Regions from separate parts of the Mus musculus genome. Here region 2 is linked to region 1. The links are chromatin contacts, called in public HiChIP or PLAC-seq maps. All regions are on one chromosome and are shown on one strand. The core of a region is the stretch at or near the end of the contact, and the rest is flanking DNA. Distances in the headings are between cores, read along the strand shown.

What was found. HiChIP or PLAC-seq counts read pairs in DNA pulled down with a chosen protein or histone mark.
Region 2: an HNF4G HiChIP or PLAC-seq map of pancreatic cancer cells shows a contact between it and region 1. The contact joins two enhancer-like sites. A contact is called at or near these places in 5 of 484 Hi-C or Micro-C datasets (adipose-derived mesenchymal stem cells, granulosa cells, liver and 2 more), 1 of 115 datasets of contacts at active chromatin or transcription factors (pancreatic cancer cells) and 2 of 9 other capture datasets (adipose tissue and liver).

What each region holds. Positions count from the first base shown.
Region 1 is chr14:73,250,904-73,255,364 of GRCm38.p6, reverse strand. All of the region lies in intron 17 of Rb1 (RB transcriptional corepressor 1), which reads left to right. Among named protein-coding and RNA genes, the nearest start is that of Lpar6, 15 kb to the right of the region's middle. Within about 2 kb of position 1,719, at least 121 of the 459 cell types and tissues checked have an H3K27ac peak or open chromatin away from gene starts, as enhancers often do. A contact at or near this core is called in adipose tissue, liver and pancreatic cancer cells, where this site is marked.
Region 2 is chr14:73,366,939-73,371,302 of GRCm38.p6, reverse strand. It overlaps Itm2b (integral membrane protein 2B), which reads left to right. Exons shown (of 6, transcript NM_008410.3): 2 at 2,876-3,004. Among named protein-coding and RNA genes, the nearest start is that of Itm2b, 16 kb to the left of the region's middle. Within about 2 kb of position 2,167, at least 62 of the 459 cell types and tissues checked have an H3K27ac peak or open chromatin away from gene starts, as enhancers often do. A contact at or near this core is called in adipose tissue, liver and pancreatic cancer cells, where this site is marked.

The sequences.
Region 1 (4,461 bases), core at 470-2,969:
TCTTAATTTTATGTGCATACTAGACACTATATTTTTAACTCTAGAAATTTTTATTTAGATTCCTTTTATATCCCTTTAACAGATTTATGCTCCTTTGCCTTCTTGGACACATGGAACATAGGTGTTTATAACTTTTTAATCATCTAACTGCTTACTCTAATGTCTATTCTTTTTAGATGTGTTCCTATTGACTGATTCTCTCCTTTCTAACAGCCACTTGGTTTTTTTGCCTCTTGGTGATTTGTTTTTTGTTTTGTTTTTCGAGACGGGGTTTCTCTGTGTAGCCCTGGCTGTCCTGGAACTCACTCTGTAGACCAGGCTGGCCTCAAACTCAGAGATCCATCTGCCTCTGCCTCCCAAGTGCTAGGATTAAAGGCGTGCACCACCACTGCCTGGCAGTGATATTTTACTAGACGTTAAATATTGTGAATTTTGCCTTACTGGTTCCTGGATATTTTCATATTCTTAATAATATTCTTGAGTTGTGCTTTGGGACACATTTAAATTGTAAGTAGCTTAATTGTTTTGTACTCCCTCCCCTCCCTCCAGCTTTTTCTTTTTCTTTTTCTCTTCTTTTTTCTTTTTTTGTTTGTTTCTTTCTGATTCCAGAAACTTTTTCTAATTTCCCCCACTATCCAAGAGGTGATCTTGTAAGTACTTTACCTGCTGCTGCCTGTAGATGGATCATAAGCTCGTCTACTGTGGCAGGTAGGAAGCAGTTTGGACTCCAGCAGTGCCTCTGCTCCCCCAGGGCTTCTTCGTCTTTAGTCCTGGGGAGTTATCTCATGGGTGTGGACTGCTGTGCCCCAGCTGAAGTGGGTCTCCACAGACCTGCTCAGCTCTGTTGTGTGAATCCTGTCCCCTCAGTGCTGTTGACTTGTGTTTGTTGGGAGCCAGTGGGTTTCCATTCCCATCATTGTCTGTCGGTGTTTCGGCTAGGATACTTTCCCTGCAGTGGGCTGCAGCATGCTGTCTCATGGGACTCTCGTGGGCCTTTGTCCTGCTGCTCACCATTTGAGAACTGTTTTTTTGTTTTGTTTTGTTTTGTTTTGTTTTGTTTTGATTTATTTATTTATTTATTTATTTATTTATTTATTTATTTATTTCAGTTTTGTAGTTGTTTAAAACCACAAAATCTGGTTCTTGTTCTCCAGCAGGGCTGTCAGTTTCTAAGTGAAAGGCTTCATGATTGGTGAGATCCATATAACTATGATGTCGAAGTCCCTGAGGACTGTTTAGGACAGTGTTTCTGTGGGGGCTGTTCTGGAGTACAGCTGACTCTGTGGAGACACCGAAGTGCTAGTAGTTCATTATTTCCTCTTAATACTATCTAGAAAACCACAAGAAAGTTGTGTCTGTAAATACTGACAGACGTGGCTGACTCAGTCACCAAACACAAGGGAGTTTGCTTATGCAGCTAATTTGATTACTATGTTCTTATACATTAGTTTTGATCACTATACTCTTACATATAAAGGTTAAACATTTTTCTTGTCAGTTCTTTCCCCAGATATTACATGAAGCACAGTATTATACACCAGTACTATGGTAGTAAGTGACTCAGCCTGTTTGAGTCCTGATTTGGTAGCAAACTCACAAACAGATTTTTGAGATGTTTTGGTATCTTTTGAAAAGTCAGTGTTGACAGGAAGTGAACACAAAAGGGAGAAAAGCCTGTGGCTCTGTAAAAGCCAAGGAAGGAGCCAAAGAAAGAACCTGTATTGTCTGGTTCCGTGGTGAATCATTAACCTCTGGTGCACTGGGCACAAAGGTTGCGTGCCTGCCTGTGCTATTGGCTGTGAAACAATACGCTGGCTTTTTTTTTTTTTTTTTCTTTTTAAGTTACAGTTTACAAAGAATTGTGCCTTACAGGAAAACAATTGAATTGTGAGATAATGATTACTTGACTTAGTAACTTTTAAAACTGTGGGTTAGGACAATGACACAGCGCAGGCCATGTTGACAGTTACACAAGAACCAGGGGACTGGAATGTGATTTTTTTCTACCATGTGATTTTTTTTTCTTAAAATCAATTCTTTCTGAAAACATATCTTACCATGATCCATTTTCTCTTTAATATCACACCTCTATTTTCCACAATTCACTGTTATGGTCTTGGGTAACTTGGGAGACTTGACTTCACAGTCAAAGTGAAAAATATTTTATTTTGTTCAGAATACATTGTTGATACTGGCTGAAATAGGGCTCAGGGATATTCTAGGTTGTGTGTCTCTGACAAAAAGAATTACTTCATAGTTTCTAAATTATTTAAGAAAAGCCCTTTTTTTTTCCCAAGACAATACCGGGCCCTCATTTTCCTCTTCTTCTTTACTTCCTTTCTCCTTCTTTCTGCATATCAGCCATTTGGAAAGAACTGCAGTTGCCCAAGTGAAAGAAACAAAACATGAGAAATAGCCCCAAGCCTCCAAGGAACTTGTGATCTAGTAGAGAAGTGAATTACAGTGCTGTGCTGAGCTATGGCAAAAAAAAAAAGGAAAAAAGGAAGGAGGAAAGAGGGAGGGAAGGAAGGAAGATGACAGACCAGTAAGAGTCAAACTAGTGAGCACACATGGATGAGAGACTGCTTACAACAGATTTGGGAATGTGCAGCGATCGAGGATATGAAGGTGGCCCTAACAGTTACCTAAAACCCAGCATTCAAAAGCTGCAGCAGCAGTTTGTTTTCTGAGTTCTAGGCAGGCCTAGGTCACAGAAGGAGACCCTATATTCACAAACTAATGCACAAAGCAACCCCTCTGCAAATTACTCCTGATGAAGATGAAAAGCCAGCCATGAGTAAAAAGGAGGTATTTTATACAAGGGAAGACAGCAGACAATTTTCTGCAGTAGCTTTGTGTGCTAGTGGGGTGGGAGGGTTCTTGGAACAGTCTGTGCCTCCTTCTCTCACAAAGCCTGCTTTAGTACTTTTGCTCTCACGCTGACGATGCCATTGCAGACATGATTATGTTAGTGCACTGGAGGACTCATTCACTAAAGATTGCTACAGGCTTTTGTGTTTGCTTTTTTAGTTGTATTAGATTATATGTGTGAGTGTTTTGCTTATGTGTGTATATATATACCACTTGTGTGCCTCATGCCTGTAGAGATCAAAAGAAAACATCAAGTCCTCTGGAACTGGAGGTTCATAGGTGCTAGGAACTGAACTGGGTTTTCTACAAGAACATCCAGTGCTCTAACCATTGACCCATCTCTCCAGCCCCAAATGTTACACTTTTTAAACCAGTACTTGTCCTCTTTTCTCACAAGCGGGTACTTATTTCTCAGTGTTTTGGTATCTTACTGTTGCTTGAATTTTGGGAGTCAAAACCTATGCTCTGGAATCTTAAGAAAGCTACCTGTCTCCAATAAACAAGGAATAAGTAATAGTAAAATACAGAGAAAGATAAAATTACTCTCTGTGGTACGTTGGCAAGAGGAGCAAATGGAAGTCACATCCGTCTGTGGACTCCTGAAATGAGGTCTAAGAGGCATGTGTAACTTGGACGTCTTTTTCAAGGTGTGGTCCCACTCATCAACTTGCCTCTATTCTCTGCTTTCAGAACTATGTGAAAATATAGTTCCTCCTCTTACTGCCACCAAGGATTCAGCCTTTCCCTTCCTTTGGCATGGAATTCCTAAGAAAATTTTAATTTGAGATTCATTGTTTCATTAGTTTGATAGTCAGAGAAAGACCTGAGTGTCTGTCTTTAGAATATCTCTTTTGCCAAGACAGTTATATTACCAACCTATAAGAAGTCGCCTTTACAGCTAGGTATAGTGAATCATATCTAGGGAGACAGGGGCAGGAGGGTCTTTTTGAGTTTAAGGCCTCCCTGGTCTACATAGTGAATTCTAGGGCAGACAGCTATATAGTGAGACCTCCATCCCTTTAAAAAAAAAAAAAAAAGACAGAAAATGTAAAAAGAAGTTGCCTTTAGCTTGCTCTTCTGAATCACTAATTAAATCACTAATGTACATGTCCTTCATACTCTAAGGCTCGAAGCATAACTGTGTGATAGCATATTCTTCCATGGTAAGGGCTATTTTCTCAGTAGTGCATTTCACACTTTAATGTACACAGGAATCATCTAGAGATCTTTGAAAATGCACATTCTTCTCAGGGGTGTCTGGGTGGCACAGTCTTTTTAAAATACACTTTTTATTGAGGACTTTTTACAATGTATTTTTATCATATTTTACTTCTATTCCCAACATACTCTTGCTGTTCATTCTTAGATCATTCTGGTTTTTTGAGAGAGGGTTTCTCTTTGTAGCCCTGGCTGTCCCGGAATTCAATCTGTAGACCAGACTAGCCTCATACTCAGAGATCTGCTTGCCTCTGCCTCCCAAGTGCTGGGATTAAAGCTACTACCACAACTGCCAGGCTCACCTGCCCTCTCTCCCCCCTCCCTCCTCCCCCCTCCCTTCCTTTCTCTCTTCCCTTTCTCCCCCCTCTCTTT
Region 2 (4,364 bases), core at 918-3,417, 120 kb before region 1:
TTGAATGAATGTGCTTGATCCTTGCTCTGTGACTCGGCAACGGGGCCGTCGTGTCTGTCATACCTGTGCTAGGTCATAAACTGCTGACGGTTAGAAGCAAGGTTTGTTCACACTTGACTTTGCTACAGGACCTTGCCCAGCGTGTTCCACGACACTGGCCTTAACAGTGCGGGCTTAAGTGCAGTTCCTGCCTCTGCCAGGTTGCCAGCTCGTTACAGATCCTACGTGACTGTGTCGTCCCCCTCCTTCATCTTTCTGGCTGCCTATACAACTTCTGGGAATCACGAAAACTTAAACAGCCAAGCTCTTTCTTCGTTCGGCCGTCAAGTATCTGCATGTTAACTAAGCACCAAGAGTGGTTTAGGGTTTCTAGGAATGCAGAATAAACACGCATAAACAGGAACCGTCTAGCCTAGGAGCAAGAGATAAGATCGCTACATGAATTTCTAATGCGAGAAAGCAAGTGACTAATAGCAATATAGAGGAAAGAGAGCAGACTTTGAAGACGTCAGCTCTTAGGAGGCTCCCAGTGGTTTGTCGACTCAAGGTCTGTAATTTAGATACTGAAATAGACTCTTGTTTATTCCTTTATTCTCGAGCCATGTTTCAGGTGCGGAGTCACTGGCTGCCCTTTGAATAAGTGTTCCAAAGCGAAGTTCTTTAACAAATTAGTCTCTGTTGTCCTGGAAAATGACTTTTTAAAATAACTTACAAATTCAACTTCATACCAAGGCCCTTTGTGGCCTGCTCCAGTTCTCTCTCCCTAGGATCCCTCCCACCATACCAAACCCTTAGCTGCACTGTGTCTCCCTGGCAGTGTGGTATATTCTGCCTTCATGATGTTATTCGTTCTTTACCTTTTGCATCGTTTCCTGGAACCCTGTCTTCTGCCTGGCAGTATGTGTTTGCCCCGTGTCCTTCCATGCCGTGTTCTCTCCCTGGGAAGTCTCTCCCTTAATCCATCCCGTCTCACTCTGCATTTTTCCTGTCAGAGCCCACGTTCATGTTGTTCTGTGCTTCATTAGATAAGAAAGGGGTTTTATATGAAAGATAAGGCCGGCCTAGAGCTTCCTGTGTAGTCTAGGCTAACCTCCAACTCACAGCAGTCACTAGCCGAAGTCTCCCACTTCACCCCCAAGTGCTATGATTCTATATACGCACAATCTGCTTGGCCCTTTTTGTATATTTATTATCCGCAGTGATCCAGCCTATCTTTGCCTTGGCAAAGTCTGTATTCCTGGTGCCCAGGGCAACTGTTTAAACACATTAGATGTGTAATTTATTCTCAAACTCACTGTTTGTTACATAGTTACAATGATAAATCAAAAATCAAAAAGTCTGAGAACTCACTGTCCATGTAACCGTGAGGCTGCATATTCTTTCTCTGTGTCCACCCATGGTCCACAGCCGCTGATTTATGGACTCACAGGAGGGAGCCTGGCAGGTAGGGCTGCGTGATGCACACTTGGCTGTCTGAACAGCTGGTAACAAATGCTGAGAGCAACTGTTTGCATCTGTCATTCCATCCCCCACCCTTGTCCCCACTCTGAGAGTAGTTATGCTAGGACACTTTCCCTCTCCTGTGATGTGTTTGTCAGGCAAGCTCAAGCAGGCCCGTGTGTTTGGGTCTATAAAATCTTACCACACTTGAGATTCTTAGAACTTCTCACTAGTAGGACTTCTGATGAACTCTTCCCCATTCGCTCCCATTCCAGGCTTTAGTAGATACATTGATCTAAACATCCACACACCATCCCTGATGAGAGCTGCCTCACATGTAGTCCTTGCCAAATCACGTGGCCTGAACTTACATCGAATATTATTTATTCTGCATGGCTGTGTGTTTAAAATTAAAGCTTCCAACCCCGAGAATGTAATGGCCTGTGCCAGTAATCATAGCAGGTGGGAGGCAGAGGCAGGAAGATTGCTACAAGTTTGGGGTCAGCCTGAGCTACATGGTGTGAGAACCTCGCTCTAAAAATCAGTGGGGTGCGTCTATCTAACATTGTTCGTGTTGGTACAGGACTTGGAATTGGACGTTGCCCATCAGTACTCAGACACGGTCTCTCATGGTAGAAATGAAGTGTAGAATGTAGTTGGCGTTCCCAAGTGACTCATCCCTAAGCCGTAGCTGCTCCCTGGGCTGTGCCCTGTGTCACCGTGCTTTCCTCCTCATTCACCAGTCGTTCTGTCTCACTGGCTCACGCCCTGTAATGTCCACAGTCCGTACTGGGTACTGGGTTTCAGTTTTAGTTCTTAAAAAGAAAATGAAAGGAAGCCATTATCAAACCGAGATTCCGGTAGGGTGGAATTACAGAATTAATTATACAGGCATACCTTTGACCTGATTTTTAGATTCTGTTTGTCCAAAGAACTTTAGTGTCCTATCTTTTGTTAGTGTTGTGTTAGTTTTCCCCATAGATTGTTAAGGAATGGTTTTATATCTGGAATGAAATAGATAAACTACCTGTAAAGGCTAACCGTTTTATAAGTGATCCAATTAGGAAATCCCCTGGATGTGTGAAGCAGCCTCACAAACTGTGGGACCAAGGTCACGTTGTAACCTTTTCTGAATTTCAAATGTTAGAACATGGCGCCAAAAGTCGCGTACGGAAAATACAAATTGTGGTTTGTATCAGAGCTCCAGACACTGTTAGTCGACAGACTATTGAGAGAGAGAAGGCTGCCTAGAGGTCTCTGGGGACCAGTGTCCATGCCTGGCATGGAGGCGTGGGGGTGAGTCTTGGTGCCGCCGGTCCTCATTCCGTGGTTAGTTTTGATCAGAGCCTTCACACCTTTGATCTTTATCTTCATAGATAACCCCCGAGCCTTCTGTTACTCTGTGTCTGATGTGGCTGTTGTGTTTCCATTCCAGGACCCGGGTGACGTGGTTCCGGTTGGACAGAGGAGAGCGTGGTGTTGGTGCATGTGTTTCGGACTGGCCTTCATGCTTGCTGGCGTCATCCTCGGAGGGGCGTACCTGTACAAGTATTTTGCTCTTCAGGTAAGTAGGAAGATATATTTAAGATTTTCTAATACATCTATGTACTTACTTCTAGGGGAAGGGACATGACCAGAGGACGTTTGAGGAGCCGGTTGTCTCCTATCACCGTGTACGTCCTAGAGATTGGATTCCCATCATTAGGCTTAGGGGCTAGTACCTGCTACCCACTGAACAGTCTTGCCAATTCTGCAGACAATTTTTTGGGGGGAGCCTGAATTCTTTTTCCTCTTTCTGTGAATTAGAATACGGTCCCTGCCTTGCTCTAAGCATGTACTTTCTGTCTGTAGATGACCATGTTTGGGCATGGAGGGTTTCTCAAAATGCACTTTAATTTTCCCAGCACAGTTACTAGTAAAGAGATTCATCATGAATTGGCGCTTGTGTGAGTATGTCAGCTACAGTGTTGACAGGTCATCCCTGGACAGCCAAGTTGAGGCTACTACCTGACAGCCCTTGCTGTGTCTAAGAGTTGGGTGACTTGCAGAGCTGACGACGTCACTTTTGGTGAAAGCGACCTGTAGCTTAGTGTTTAGAGTGCTCTCAATGTGTTAAGACATTGATTGCACTTAATTATGACTTACGATGTCATCTCCCCAAACCCACTCCGATGACTACTTCAGATGTTCTAATGTTTCCAAGTAGGGAGAAAGGCTTCGAAGCCAGATTTCAAAACTAATTTTGAAGTCTTCCTCCAGAGTTTATATGAAGTCCATGCTCACTTTTAGTCTTAGTCAAGATAAAGGCATACTGACTTTTGAACATTTCTGAACTAATAGGGTAAAAGTGGGTTCTGTTATTTTAGAATAGACTTACGTAGACAAGTCTGACATCAACCTTTGATCCCGCCTTTGCCTCATGTGCTAAGTGTGTGCCACCACCACTCCTATGTGTATCTTTCTAAATGTAGTATTTTGTTTTATATGAAACCTAAGGTACAGAAAAAAATAATCTGGGGGCTGGAGATATAGCTCAGCAGTGAAGAGCACTGGCTGCTCTTCCAAAGGACTCAGGTCCAATTCCCAGCAGCCACACGGCAGCTCACAACTGTCTGTAATTCCATTTCTAGGGATCTGACACACAGTCGTATGTGCAGCCAGAACACTAATGTGCATGAAATAAAATAATAATAATTTACAGTTCCACTGCCGAAGAGAACATTTGGTATCAAAATGTTTTGTTACATGCCCTCAGTCTTTATGTACATATACTCTAAAAATATTTTATTACATACATTTATTGACCTATTTCTGTGAGTGGGCACACTCCCTCAGTACCACATAAACTGGGTGTAGTCGCTCTCACCTGCTAGAAGCAGAAGGATTGAAAGTTTAAGGTTATCCTTGGCTATAGCAAGGTACAG